Regions from separate parts of the Mus musculus genome. Here region 2 is linked to region 1. Evidence: chromatin contacts called from public HiChIP or PLAC-seq data. All regions are on one chromosome and are shown on one strand. The core of a region is the stretch at or near the end of the contact, and the rest is flanking DNA. Distances in the headings are between cores, read along the strand shown. Region 1 overlaps Ipp (IAP promoted placental gene). Region 2 holds the start of Ccdc17 (coiled-coil domain containing 17).

The links. HiChIP or PLAC-seq counts read pairs in DNA pulled down with a chosen protein or histone mark.
Region 2: a contact with region 1 is called in an H3K4me3 HiChIP or PLAC-seq map of the SCID.adh cell line, with 16 read pairs. The contact joins the promoter of Ccdc17 here to the enhancer-like site in region 1. A contact is called at or near these places in 1 of 39 promoter capture datasets (macrophages), 5 of 115 datasets of contacts at active chromatin or transcription factors (the SCID.adh cell line, embryonic stem cells, intestinal crypt epithelium and 1 more) and 3 of 9 other capture datasets (adipose tissue, liver and pancreatic islet).

Annotation. Positions count from the first base shown.
Region 1 is chr4:116,533,034-116,540,062 of GRCm38.p6, reverse strand. It overlaps Ipp (IAP promoted placental gene), which reads right to left. Exons shown (of 9, transcript NM_008389.3): 9 at 1,828-2,263. The coding sequence ends at 2,039. Among named protein-coding and RNA genes, the nearest start is that of Tmem69, 19 kb to the left of the region's middle. Within about 2 kb of position 3,517, at least 11 of the 459 cell types and tissues checked have an H3K27ac peak or open chromatin away from gene starts, as enhancers often do. A contact at or near this core is called in the SCID.adh cell line and intestinal crypt epithelium, where this site is marked.
Region 2 is chr4:116,594,065-116,601,111 of GRCm38.p6, reverse strand. Ccdc17 (coiled-coil domain containing 17) reads right to left here and starts at 4,382. Exons shown (of 13, transcript NM_001037916.3): 1 at 4,155-4,382; 2 at 4,011-4,079; 3 at 3,744-3,849; 4 at 3,512-3,674; 5 at 3,349-3,432; 6 at 3,151-3,269; 7 at 2,825-2,938; 8 at 2,485-2,612; 9 at 2,287-2,381; 10 at 1,948-2,151; 11 at 1,622-1,823; 12 at 1,445-1,555; 13 at 846-1,225. The coding sequence starts at 4,325. The coding sequence ends at 1,094. C530005A16Rik (RIKEN cDNA C530005A16 gene) reads left to right here and starts at 3,482. Exons shown (of 3, transcript NR_029450.1): 1 at 3,482-5,270. Nasp (nuclear autoantigenic sperm protein (histone-binding)) reads left to right here. Exons shown (of 16, transcript NM_016777.3): 16 at 1-60.

The sequences.
Region 1 (7,029 bases), core at 2,268-4,767:
GTGAGTTCCAGGACAGCCAGGGATACACAGAGAAACCCTGTCTCGAAAAACCAAAAAAAAAAAAACCTTAAAATTTTTGTCTATAAAAAATGTCCACATATACAGGTTAAATCCCTGATAAAGATCTGAAATGCTTGGGACTAGAAATGTTTGGATTTGAGAATACACCTGATTTTAGAATATTTATGTAGCACTTATCAGCTGAATATCCCTATTCTGAAAATCAGAAATCTAAAATGATGCAATATCCAAAACTTTTTTTTTTAATTGGATATTCCTACTCAAAAACTTTCAGATTTCAGAGTAAGGATGCTCAAAGCTACAGGGCCATATGTGGTGGCTTATGTACTCAAAGGCTGAAGCAGAAAGAATGTTGAGAGTTCACCATTAACCTGGGCTAAAACAATCAAAAGTTGTAACTACAGTTTGGGTTTTTCCAGGCAGTAGCATTATACTAAGCTATTATATACACTTACCCAAATACAAGTAAATTAAACAAAGCTTGATAATCTAACAAAAGTCCCTCTTAAAACTAAACAGATCATTTTGGTGACTACCTAGAAAGTAAAGAAGAAACTTCTAAGTAATAAATGCTTGGAAGACTCTTACACTCATTACATACCATTTCAATAAAGAACCATCACTAAGGGACTGAAGAGATGGCTCAGTAGTTAGGAGCACTGGCTCTCAGCACTCACATGGCAGTTCACAACCATCAGTAATGCTGGATTCCAGACACAACTGCCGGTAAAACTCTAACCCACATATTTAAAAAACAACTCATTAAGGGGCATTAGAGAGATGGCTCAAAAGCTGAGAGCACTTACAGCTCTTTCTAAGGACCTGAACATTCAGTTACCAGCACCCACATCAGGCAGCTTACAACACTTGTTAACTCTAGTTCCAGGGGATGCTACACCCTCTTCTGGCCAGAGCAGGCACCTGCATACACATGGTGCAAATATAGACACACACATACACACATAGCCATATAAATACAAATAAGTAAAACTTGTTTAGAAAGAACTTTCACCAAGAACCTATTCATTCCTTGCTTATATTCTCAGAATCAAAAAAAAAAAAATCCCTTTGACTATCAAAAGCAAAACCTATCTAGATAGCTAGATATTGCTGGGCATAGTGGCACAGACCTTTAATCCCAGCACTTGGGTGGCAGGGACAGACAGATATTTGTGAGTTTGAGGCCAGCCTGGTCTACATAGAAAGTTCCAGAATAGCCAGAGCTACATAGAGACCCTGTCTCAGAAAACAAAACAAAAAAACCTAGATACTTACTATCTATCCTTCCTAATATTCTGCTGCCAATATAATAATTAGGGGTAGTGGAAACCCTGCCATTGAGGGACAGTTTCACTGGCTTTTCTCTGTAGGTTACATGTCACTGCGGAAACTATGTTCTGGATCAAATCACAAATTATAGAAAAAATTTAGCTGTCTCATGTGCTTATACTATATACAGGCTATGTTTCAATTTGAATTGCACTGGAGAAATAGCCAAAATGCACTATTTCCCAGAAGTTTCTAGCAAACAATATTTTTAACGATTTATTTATTGTATTTATATGAGTACAGTGTAACTGTCTTCAGACACATCACAAGGGGGCATCAGATCCCATTACAAATGGTTTTGAGTCACCAAATGTGGTTGCTGGGATTTGAACTCAGGACCTCTAGAATAGCAGTCAGTGTTCTTAACCTCTGAGCCATATCTCCAGCCCTTTAGCAAACAATTTTTACAATTAGGATTCTATTGATAACTGAATAAACTGTAAGGCATAAATACCATTTGTACTGTTGCTAAGTTTTGCAAATTTATAAGTGTACTTTATTAATTTTAAGATATATTACATATCCATTTTAATTCAAATTTTTAGAAAAATCACTCTTTACTTATCTATCTATTCAATACATGGAATACTCAAAAGAATCAGAAGATCATATCACAAATATATGTTTGATTTGCAAATGGTCAGAACCTACATTTTCAAATGTTCCTTGTGCTTTTGTGCCTTCTCTGTCACAGTACAGCAACACCCCCTTCACAACGACTAGTGATCATATTACCAATTTCCGTCCATGTATCTGAATGAGGGTTGTAAACTTCAACTGAGTCCAAAGTACCTGGGGCCAAGAAATCATGGCTAGAAGACCGGCCTCCAGAGACATACAGAAGACCATTGACTGTCACAGCACACATGCCTGCTCTAGGAACTTTCATTGAAGCAACTTCAACCCACTTTTCCTAATAAAATGAGAAAAGAATTAACATTAGTACTGTCATAAAATGATAATAAAATCTCTGAGAAATCATATATTTAGACTGTACATATTTAAATTCACACAAACCAATTAAGTAAATATATACAACATTTTTTGTTTGTCTGTTTTTTTTTTTGTTTGTTTTTTGTTTTGGTTTTTTTGTATAGCCCTGGCTGTCCTGGAACTAACTCTGTAGACCAGGCTGGCCTCGAACTCAGAAATCCGCCTGTCTCTGCCTCCCGAGTGCTGGGATTAAAGGCGTGTGCCACCATGCCTGGCTTATTTTAAAATAACTTTTGGGTAGGTATGGCAAAACATTGAGTCTAGAGAGAAGTAATAGTTAAACACATCTAACTATAAATTATGATTAGGTGATAGTATAGAAATCATATAGAGGGACTGGCGAGAGGGCTCAGTGGTTGAAAGAACTAAATAGTCTTGCAAAGAAGTGAGATTCAGTTCCCAGTACCTACATGGTGGTTAACAACCATCTGTGACTCTAGTTCTAGAGAATCTAACACTAATACCTATCTCTTCTGTAAACATGTAGTATAAGACATTCATGAAGGCAAAACACCCATACAAATAAAATAAAAATAAATCTGTTTAAAAAAAAACACATAAGAGTCATTGAAGCCAAAATTCTGAGAATCTAAGTCTATACATTCAAAATGAAGAGATTATCAAGTACCAAGGAGGGGAAAAGTTTATATACTAAAAGACTTTTTGTTTTTAAAAGATTCTTGAAGGCTGAGGCAGGTGGATTTCTGAGTTCGAGGCCAGCCTGGTCTACAGAGCGGGTTCCAGGGCAGCCAGGGCTACACAGAGAAATACTGTCTTGAAAAACCAAAAAAAAAAAAAAAAAAAAAAAAAAAACCAAAACCCTCCCCCCTCCCAAAAAAAAAATCTTCAAAGTTTCTATTTAGGTAGCTGGAGAGATGGCTCAGAAGTTAAAACGACTCTGTACTTGTGGTTTGACAAAGAATGGCCCCATAAGCTGATAAATTTGAGTGCCTGGTCACCAGCGAGTGGTACTATTTGAAGGGAGTAGAAGGACTAGGAAGTGTGGTCTTGTTGGAGGAAATATATCACTAAAGGTGGACTTTGGGGTTGCAAAAGCCAGCCTTAAGCTCCTTCTCTCTTTCTGCCTAAAGTTCAGAATGTAGCACTCAGCAACTGCTCCAGCACCTGCCTGGCTGGCTGGCTGCCTGCAATCACACTCTCCACCATGATAATGGACTAAACCTCTGAAACTGTAAAGCAAGCTGCCAATTAAATACTGCCTTTCATAAGAGTTGCTGTGGTCATGGTGTCTCTTTACAGCAATAAAACAGTGACTAAGATCCCTTTGACCTCCTTTTTGTTGTCTAATTGCTCTAGCTAGAACTTTAAGTACTTTATTGAATAGATAGGGAGAGAGTGGGCAGCCTTGTCTAGTCCCTGATTTTAGTGGGATTGCTTCAAGTTTCTCTCCATTTAGTTTGATGTTAGCTATTGGTTTGCTGTATATTGCTTTTTACAATGTTTAGGTATGAGCCTTGAATTCCTGATCTTTCCAAGACTTTTAACATGAAGGAATGTTGGATTTTTGTCAAATGCTTTTTCAGTATCTAATGGAATGATCATGTGGTTTTTGTCTTTGAGTTTGTTTATATAGTGGATTACATTGATGGATTTCTGTATATTGAACCATCCCAGCATCCTTGGGATGAAGCCTACCTGATCGTGATGGATGATCATTTTGATGTGTTCTTGGATTCAGTTTGTGAGAATTTTATTTTATTTTTTGCATCAATATTCATAAGGGAAACTGGTCTGAAGTTCTCTTTCTTTGTTGGGTCTTTGTGTGGTTTTGGTATCAGCATAACTGTTTGGTTTTTGTTTGTAAATGTTTATTTATTTATATGAGTACACTGTAGCTGTCTTCAGACACACCAGAAGAGAGCATCAAATCCCATTACAGATGGTTGTGAGCCACCATGTGGTGTCTGGGAATTGAGCTCAGGACCTCTACAAGAGCAGTCAATGCTCTTAACCACTGAGCCATCTCTCCAGCCCATAGTAAGTGATCTTAACTGATGTCCTATTTCACTGGCCCAGAAGTCTTTTGTTTTTGTTTTTAATGAAGGAAGCCACATGTAGTGGTACATGCCTTTAAACCAAGCACTTGTGAGGCAGAAGCAAGCAGATCCTGGTGAGTTGAAGACCAGCCTGGTCTAACTAGTGAGTTTCTAGTCAGCCAATGATACATTGTGAGGCTCTGTCTCAAAAAAATAGTGATAATAATAAATGATAGAAGTAAGCTGGAGAAATAGCTCAGCAGTTAAGAGCACTTATTGCTCTTCCAGAGGACCCAAGTTCAATTCCCAGCACCCACATGGCAGCTCACAGCTGTCTGTAATTCCAGTTCCAGAGGATCTGGCACTCACACAGACACACATATAGGCAAAACAGCAATGCACATGAAAGAAAGAAAGAAAGAAAGAAAGAAAGAAAGAAAGAAAGAAAGAAAGAAAGAAAGAAAGAAAGAAAGAAAGAAAGGGAAAAGAAAAGAAAGAGAGAAATAAACGTGTAAATAAAAAGGAAAGAAGGAGAGATGGATTATTAGTTAAGAGTACTTGTTGCTTCCAGAGGATCTGAGTTTAAATCCTATCCCAGTATCCATATATGGAGGCTCACAACCACCTATACCTCCAACTTCTGGAGGTTTATACCCTCATCTGACCTCTGTAGGTACCTGAACACACATTGAAGGCATACAGACATATACATATAAATTAATACTAACCTTTATTTTTATTTTTAATTAATTAATTTGGTTTTTCAAGACAGGGTTTCTCTGTGTAGCCCTGGCTGTCCTGGAACTTGCACTGTAGACCAGGTTGGCCTTGAACTCACAGAGATCCACTAGCTTCTGCCTCCAGAGTTCTGGAATTAAAGGTATGGGCCACCATACCCATCCCCAGGTATAAGGTTTTGAAACTAAAATAGTAGACTACATTTGAAGGCTAAAAGAAAAATCTATAATTATAAAGAACATCACAAAACTGGCAGAGCTGAAAAACTTTACATGTAATTAAGACAGACGAGGATGCCTTAGAGTTGTTTGAAGTTAAGAGAGCTTCCTTTTCTCACAAAATGCTCCCTGACAAGAGCAAAAAGACCACAGGCTCACTCTGTATTGTTTCTTTCATTTCTATCAATGTGTAATACAGAACTATTAAGCAATATGAACCAAAACTTGACAGAAATTAAGAAAGAGACAGACAAGCCCACATTTACAAATGAAAATGTTAACACTTTTCTTTCTTACTGATATCTCAGACTACCTTGACCTAATAGATAGTAAGAACACACACAATACCAGCAGGATACAAATTCCTTTCAGAATTTGTATAGAATGTTTATTAAGATAGGAACAATACAAAATGTGTTCTCTGATCAAAAGAGAATTTAATTAGAAATCAACTTAGGTGGCTGAGGCAGGAGGATCACCAGTTAAAGGTAAGTCTGCACTACAAGAGCTCACTCAAAGGCAGCCTAGGTGTTTCTTTGTTTTTGATTTTGTTTTCCAAACAGGGTTTCCCTGTAGAGTACTGACTATCTTGGAACTTACTCTGTAGAGCAGGTTGGCCTGGAACTCAAAAGATCCACCTGCCTCTGTCTCACAAGTGGTTGGATTAAAGACATGTAATACCACCACCCATCCAAGACCTTGCCTTAAAATAAACAAAGGGTGCTGGTGCACGCACATATAATAATAATAATAATAATAATAATAATAATAATAATAATATAATAATAAATAAAAATTTTAAATTAAAAATATAAATGGGACTGCAGGTATAGGTGTATGCCACCAAGACTGACAATTAGAATCCAATCCCTAGGGCCCATATGATGAAAAAATAAAAGAACCCACTCCTGCAAATTGTCCTCTGATTTCCATATATAAATGTAGAGATCACACACACACACACACAAAATAAATAAGTAAACTTAAATAAAAATTAAAAAGAAATAGAAACTAGTAATTAAAAGATATCTGGAAAAATCTCCATATATTAGTAAATTACATTATATATATATTTTTTTCATGTTATTGCTGTGGACTGGACCCAGTGACTCACAGTGGCTAAGTGTACATTTTACTATTTAGTTAATACTCCCAAAGCAATAAGATACTTATAACAACCCACTGGTCCAAATAAAAATTATCAGAAATAAAAAAAAATTTTAAGGTAAATATTAATTAAATACAACAAGACCTGGAGAGATAGATCAGTAATTAAGAATTCTTACTGCTCTTACAGATGTCCCAGTTTTAATACCTAGCAGCCACAATTGGCACCCCACAACTGCCTGTTCACATACATAAAAATTAATAAAGTTTTAAAAATTAAAACACTATCAAATATGTAGGATGCAGTTAAAGTAGTATCTAAAGAAAATTTATAGGGCTGGCAATATAAGAGCATTTGCATACACAAACCATTAAAATTTTAAAACATTTTAAATTACTTTATGTTATTAGTGTTGTGCCTTCTTGTATGTCTTACATGATGTGTGTGTGTGCTGCCCAAGGAAGCAAAAAGAGGATGTTGGATGCCCTGGAACTGGCGTTATAGACAGTTGTGAGCTGGAAACTAAACCTGGGTCATCCCTGCAAGAGCAGCCATTGGTTTTAGCTGCTTAGCAATATCTCTACTCTATACCAAAACTTAAAAATACATTTATAGATATAAATGA
Region 2 (7,047 bases), core at 3,133-5,632, 60 kb before region 1:
AAGTGGAATTGTTATATTGTCTGCAGTTTTGTCTATAAAAATAAATATGCTAATTTTAACAAAGCCCTTGTTCTGGAATTATATATGGAAGACTGAACAAGTACAAGAAGGTTCTTGGGCTGCTGGGAGTGCCTCGTGCAATATGGAGTTGAGTGGCAAACTGGTCCATCACTTCTTGGTGTCTAGTTGTGGGATGGTGGTCAGGGTTTTTTTGTTTTGGTTTGGTTTTGGTTTTTTTGGTTTGGTTTGGTTTCTCTGTATAGCTCTGGCTGTCCTGGAACTCACTCTGTAGACCAGGCTGGCCTTGAACTCAGAAATCCACCTGCCTCTGCCTCCCAAGTGCTGGGATTAAAGGCATGCGCCACCACTGCCCGGTGGTGGTCAGGATTTTAATGCCATTGGGCTAGAACAGGCAGGGTGCAGAGTCTGAGCTGCCTCATACTGACTTGTTAAATGCTACAAAGCCTGCTGACAGTCTAGTCCTGAGGATGGGAGCTGTACAGAATGATTTTCCATTTTTTTTCACAAATTTTTTTGCTCCGTCACTAAAAGCTTGGCTAAAGAGTGTCTGGCTCTTCTTGAGAACTTTGTATTATACTCCAAGTCCTCAAGTGTTTTTCCCCATTTTTCCATTCAGAACACTTTATATGCAGTAGTAGGCCATCTTTGCTGATTGGTCCAGGATACAATTCCAGTAGATGATCCTCTACTTAGCTGGAAAAGAATTGGGCTACCCTTTAATCTAAATCTGGAGTTCCCTCTATATTGGAAGCTTGATCCCGGATAGATTTCTGTCTACAATTCCTGAGAAAGCTGAATTCAGTGAAATTTGACAACACTGGTTTAGGTAAAGCCATTTTCAAAGTGTTGAATGCCAGCCAGTTTAACTAAATATTTGAAGACATTTACTCCTGGACCTGCTTTATAAAAGGAAAATAAATGCAGAAGAAATTCTAGTTGGCTAGTTTAAAGAAAAGTGGGTTTGGGTTAAGTTCTTTTTTGCCACACAGTATTTTAGGATCAAATGTAGTTGGCCACTGTTACAAGACCCCATTTAAAAAGCTGCAGGTCTAGAAGAAATTCAGTGTTTCAGTCAAAACTGGTGAGGACTCAAGTGCTCATTTTTATCCTTAACGCTGACAAAAGCCTCTTCTGTGGGAGGTGGGGGGTCAGCAAAGGCAGAACTGTGGGTGAAGAAGCTGGATTCCACAGATGAACTGGACACCTATAGAATATGAAAGATAGGGTTTTGTTTTTAAGCAAAACTTAAGACAAACGTTGGAGTTAAACTGAGGACAAAGTTTAATGAAAAGCAGGGCAAGTGTTCTTTTTCTGCCACATGGTATTTCATGGGTAGGTTTAAGGATTAATGTAGATACCTTAATTGGTATACACTATCTAATAGAAGCTGCTTAGCCTACAGGCTGACCAGAAGTGGACTCACCATTGGTGGGTACTGGTATTCATGGGCATTTGCTGGGTTGATCTCTGCCAATGTCTGGGCATCTGTATCTCTTGCATTTACCAGCCTCAGAAAGAGCTCAGCCTGGCCTGCCTAACAAAGGAAGTGGTACTCCATTGGAATCTGGGAGTATACCCAGTCTTTATCCTCTATACTTACCTGGGGAATCTCATTCCTCTGGGCAAGGCTGAGGCTGGTGTTAGGATAGACCCGAAGTGGGAGGCGCCAACGGCCCCTAAGCACCCTCAGATCTTGGTCAAATAGCAATAGTGAGGCCCAAGCCTTTGGTTGTGGTGCCCATGTAACTCCATGCCAGGCCTGTAGTTCACAGATCAAAGATACCAGTGGTGATGGAGGCAGCCTGTGAAACAAAATCACGTTCGAGTATTTAGCTGAAGTCCCTAGTTTGTTGTAGGGCTGCTCTTGGGCCCAGTGTACAGATCAGACCTAGTAAGGTGCAGCCTTTATGACCTATACCTACTAACCTGGGCACAGGCTGCTTGCTTGCTAGGATAGCACAGTTGCCCATAGGTCCAGGAGCTGAAGGTTGTGGCAAGCAAAGGGCTGGAGGTAATGCTGTGGTCCCTCCTGTATCTTGTCCATTCCGGGCCAAGCTGGTCATTAGCTGTACCCATATCCAAGAAGTGTCAAGGCCCCGCAGGAAGTCATAGAAAATGACAAGGCCAGCCCTGAAGAATACAAATCTATGTACACAGAGCCCCTAATTCCTCCACCCGGCCAGTACTTTAAGCCTGGATGGCGGTTGGTGGGTCTCCATAAATGTCAGCATTCAAAAATGCTGTGAAGGAGGGAGCAGGCCTCACCCAGGATCATAGGGTGCTGGACCTAGAACATCTGATGCAGGTAGGAGGAAGTGGAGATCCAGACCCATTTTTCTTGTCATGGTTCCATTAAGTATCTATTGTGGACAAAAGAGTTCAGTCCTACAGAACTGCAATCTGCCCATGATCCCCAAACTGCATGTCAAGCCAGCCATCAACCCCGAATGCTGTCTTTCTCACAGTCTTTGAAGTGCCATGGAAGTTCTGGGCTTTTGTGGAACTTGTAAGTTGTGGTATTGGGGGTGCAACCAGTGGAGGGAGGAGGGAGTTATCACACCTACTCAGGTGTCCGGGGAGATCCCTGGATCCTAGAAACAACAACAAAGTGGCTTGAGCTGGAGGAAGCAGCAAACTGAGTAAGTCAGAGGGAGTACAGGCTCATAAACCAAAGATACAAAGATAGCTGTATTGACAGAAACACGTTACAGACATGGACTTCATCCTCCCGACTTGGTCCCTTCACCCCTTCAGAGTTGGGTTCCCTGGGATTGTCTAGGGAGAGGCTGTATTTTTCACTGACCCCAGGGCGACAGACTCAGGACTTTCTGCTTCTGCAATGCCAGGATTTCTGCCTCCAGGAGCCTGTTTTCGGCTTCCACCGTTAGAACCTCCTCAGAGGCGGCACTTAGTTTTTCTGAGATGAATTAAAGTGATCTGTCAAGCATTATGTAGTAATCCAACTTTAAGGGTTTCTGCACAAGCCTGGATTTGTCATCTGGCAATGGGTTTTCCTTCCTTGGGCTTACGTGCCTCCCATTCTAGTGGTGCTCTCCCTCAAGCCCTTTTCTCCTTCCAACTCTAGGACCATCAGTGTAGAAACCCTCTATGATAGACCCTTTCGTTCACCCTTGCGGTTTTGCGACCGCTGCAATTCCAGGGCTGACGCTTCCACTTGCAGCTGCAATATTTTGTCCAGAACTTCTGGGTCCCGGCCTCCACCGTGCACGTAGGCTTCACGTAGGATCCTAGCAAGAAGGCAGCAGAAAGCGATCTCCCAGACTGAACAGACTCCCGATCCTGTCCACCCAGGGCCGGGGTCCTCACCGGATCTCTGCAGCCAGCGTTTCCGGGTTGAACCGCAGGGGCAGGTAACAGAATTCCACTGCCCTATGGGTGTCCTGCAGTTTTCTGGCGCAAGCAGATGATGTCACTGACCCGAGCCCAAGGCCCCGCCCGCACTCCTACCAAAGCTGGGCCGGCAACTCACCGAGGCTGAAGCTGGAGCGCCTGGAAATGCGCACCTAGCGTTTGCAGTGCTCCCCGGGTCCGGTTGGCCTCTTCCTTGAGTTCTCTGAGCTCGCGCTCCAAGTCGAATGGGCGGGGTAATCCTCCCTTGGGTCCCGCCACGCTGTGGAGGCGCCGTTTTAATTCTGAGGGACAAATGGGCAGAGTCAGGGTGAGTCCGAGCACAGCGACAGGGCCGAGTCCTTACCTCTCACCTTCGCCGCGACGCTCCAGCGCCCGGCTCTGTGCTTCTGTTTCTGCCATGCGTCTGGCGCGGGTTCCCTGCAAGACTCGCAGCCTCTCCCCAGGGCTCCCTGCAGTCTGGGAAGTGAGACCCTCAGTCGCTCGGGGACCTATTTTCTGTAGGGACAGCAACTGCACCTGCAAATAACTCGGACCCGCTATTTCTGTACTGGGTGATTTCCAGCATGTAAATCTCTACACATGTAAAGTTGAAGTTTGTAGTCATGATTGGTGTGTACCTCCTCTGTCAGCCTCTTTAGAGCAGATGTGCTGGCTTCCTGATCACGGCTCTTTTCTTGTGCCATGATCTGGTGGCGGGGAGGCAAAAAACGTAAGAATAATGATTGATGGAAAACCTACCCCTGGCCACTGGCGGCCCTTACCTTGGTGCCTCGTTTGATCGCGACTGAAGGCTGTGATTTAAGTGTTACCTCCGGAGTCAGCCGGCCAATGCAGAATCGTTTGGTGTGTGTGGCCAACAGAGCCCAGGAGCGGAAAACCATATCACAGGATTCACAGGATAAAAGTCCTGATTCCCCTGAGTAATCGGCCATGGAATGGAATCTCTTATAGACACCAGCGTCCTACAGAGGATGTGACAAAAGAGAAAAGGCGGACTGGACAGAAAAGAGAGAAAAGGGACAAAGAATAGACCAAGTCTGCTAAATCGCCAGGTCCTTCAAATGTATGTTTATGTTTGGGGAGGTGCCCTAGCTCCCTGGGCAGCGAGTACAGGCTTAGGCAGGCCTGGGCAATGTGCCTGGCCACCTTTGGGTGGGGCCCAGGTGTGAAAATGTCAGTTTGTTCCACCAATTACAGTGAGTTTGGCCAAGTATTTAATTAACTGCGGCTTTGACTTCATTGCCTATTTAGCCTCTGATAGGCAACTGTCATCTGTACCACAGCTGTTCTCTAAAATGGACAGATTTCAAGCTAGAATTCTCCACTGTAGGGAACATTTCCGCACAAGGTAAACCTCATATTAGCAGTATGTCTTTGCATAAACCCATCTTTTACAGAATTAACACACCACACAATGGAATAGTCTTTCTAATTCCCATTCTGGGACAGGAATGATCTGAACCTTTCCAGTAATGAGAACTGGGAGACCCGTTGGGGAGAATACAATTTGTCAGATGGATACTACTTGTGAGTTAAACGAGCTCTTTCTGCTGGTCAAGTTATCGTCACCTTTACACAGATCTGTAAAAGCAACGTTCATCCTCATCTCCTAGGCGAATCTATGCCTAAAATGTTTTCAGGCTCTGAGACTATTGAATAAACTCACTCTAGCTCTTCCTCAAAGCTGGCTGACTCAACTCAGCTGTTCTGTCTCAAAGTCCTCTCTGAACTGGTTCAAACCGGCTTCTCTTAGCTTCTCATTGAAGTGCTCTACTTGGTGAAGCTGCCTCTAAACTACACTCAACTGAACTAACTCCAAGATGGATTTTCCCTGCACTGCTCTTTTTTTTTTTTTTTTTAAGATTTATTTATTATATGTAAGTACACGGTAGCTGTCTTCAGACACACCAGAAGAGGGCGTCACGGATGGTTGTGAGCCACCATGTGGTTGCTGGGACTTGAACACTGGACCTTTGGAAGAGCAGTCGGGTACTCTTACCCACTGAGCCATCTCACCAGCCCCCCTGCACTGCTCTTAAGTAGCATTTCTTTCCTGAGTTGGGCTTTGCCCATCTGTGGAGAGCTTTGTGGGGCCACTTGGCTGGGATTTGACATTAGGCCAGGACAAGGAAGTAAGCTCAGGCAGGAATCTAATTTGGCTAGAACAAAGTAGTAGGCTTAAGGCAAGAATTTTACTTTGGGCTAGGACAGGGAAGTAGGCTCAGATATCTTGGTCATCCTGATAAGCACTTAGAAACAGTGAGCTTGGGAGTTTTATTGTCTTGCTTATTCTCCAGCCTAGAACTGATCTTATTATTTGCATGTAATTAAAATGATATAAAAGCAAATTGGGGGAAAAAAAATAAACCTACTTCAGCCTCAGACCTTGCTGAGTTCATACTACAATGAAAATTGCCTTTTTTCTTTTTAATCCTCGCTCCTGAGCTGATCTCTCTGACTCATTTGGTCAGATATTTCTGATTCATCACACTAAGGGCATGTCTGTATCCAGCGAGGTCATACAGACATCTATCTTTTGGATGTGATCCTTTTCAAGAGCAAACATGTTCCCTGATTAAAATTCGTCTACACAGATCCATGCACCTCATTTCTGAAGCAGCCTTTCCTCAGTAAGACAGAGCTGTTAAGGTAGTTCTCTCCAAACATCCAAAGAGGAGCAAGTTACACGATGTTTATGTGCTCTGAAACATTATATAAAAGGCGAGCATTCTCTCCACTGCCTTAATAAACTGTTACTTCATAGATTTAAAAGATGCTTTTTCTTTTTTAGTGTATGGGTATTTTGCCTGCACGTATACCAACGCATTCAGTTCCCAATGAGGTTAGAATTGGGGTGGCTTAGGTTATGATTGCTAGTTGCATTTTGAACCGTAGCCAACTGAAAGAGCAGCTAGTTGAGTGCTCCATGGGGCCATCCTTCCAATTCCAGCAGATTTAGAAAAATGGGCTACATGAGCATTATACTGAAAGTGTTACCTTTTGTGGTGGTTTCAGGTAGTAAATCGAGGGCCTTGGCCATGCAATGCAAGTAAATGTTCTGCCAATGAACTATGACCTCCAGCTGCCAATTTCCTTAACATATCTTAACATTTAGCCTGTGCATGTATTTGTGTTAGCACAGGTAGGCCAGGTAAAGTATCATGTCAAGGGAGTCATTTGTCTACTTTCATCATGTGGATCCCAAGAATCAAACCGAAATCCTCAAACTTGGTGACATAAACTTAAGTTCACTGAGCCATCTTGGTGGCCCTAAAATGTGGAACCACAACCATAAAAACTGCAAAAGCCACAAGCGCTCCTAACCCACTAAGCCATCTCTCCAGCTCTTCATTCATTTTGTATGTATATGTGCATATCAAGTTCACATATACAACTCGGAGAACAAATTGTGGAAACCATTTCTCAACTTCCATCACCATGTGTTTCTAGGTATGGAAGATGTAAACACTTAGTGGGCAAGTGCTAACCCTACACGGAGTCATTCTCATTCCTCCATCTCCACTGTCGTCTTACTTCATTCAATCACCCCCATGCACCCATTTAATTAAGTAGGAAGCACTTGTCAGGCCTTCTTTAAAATATTCATATTGGTGGCTGGACACTTGGCTCAGCAGCAGTTCAGAGCTGTTCTTC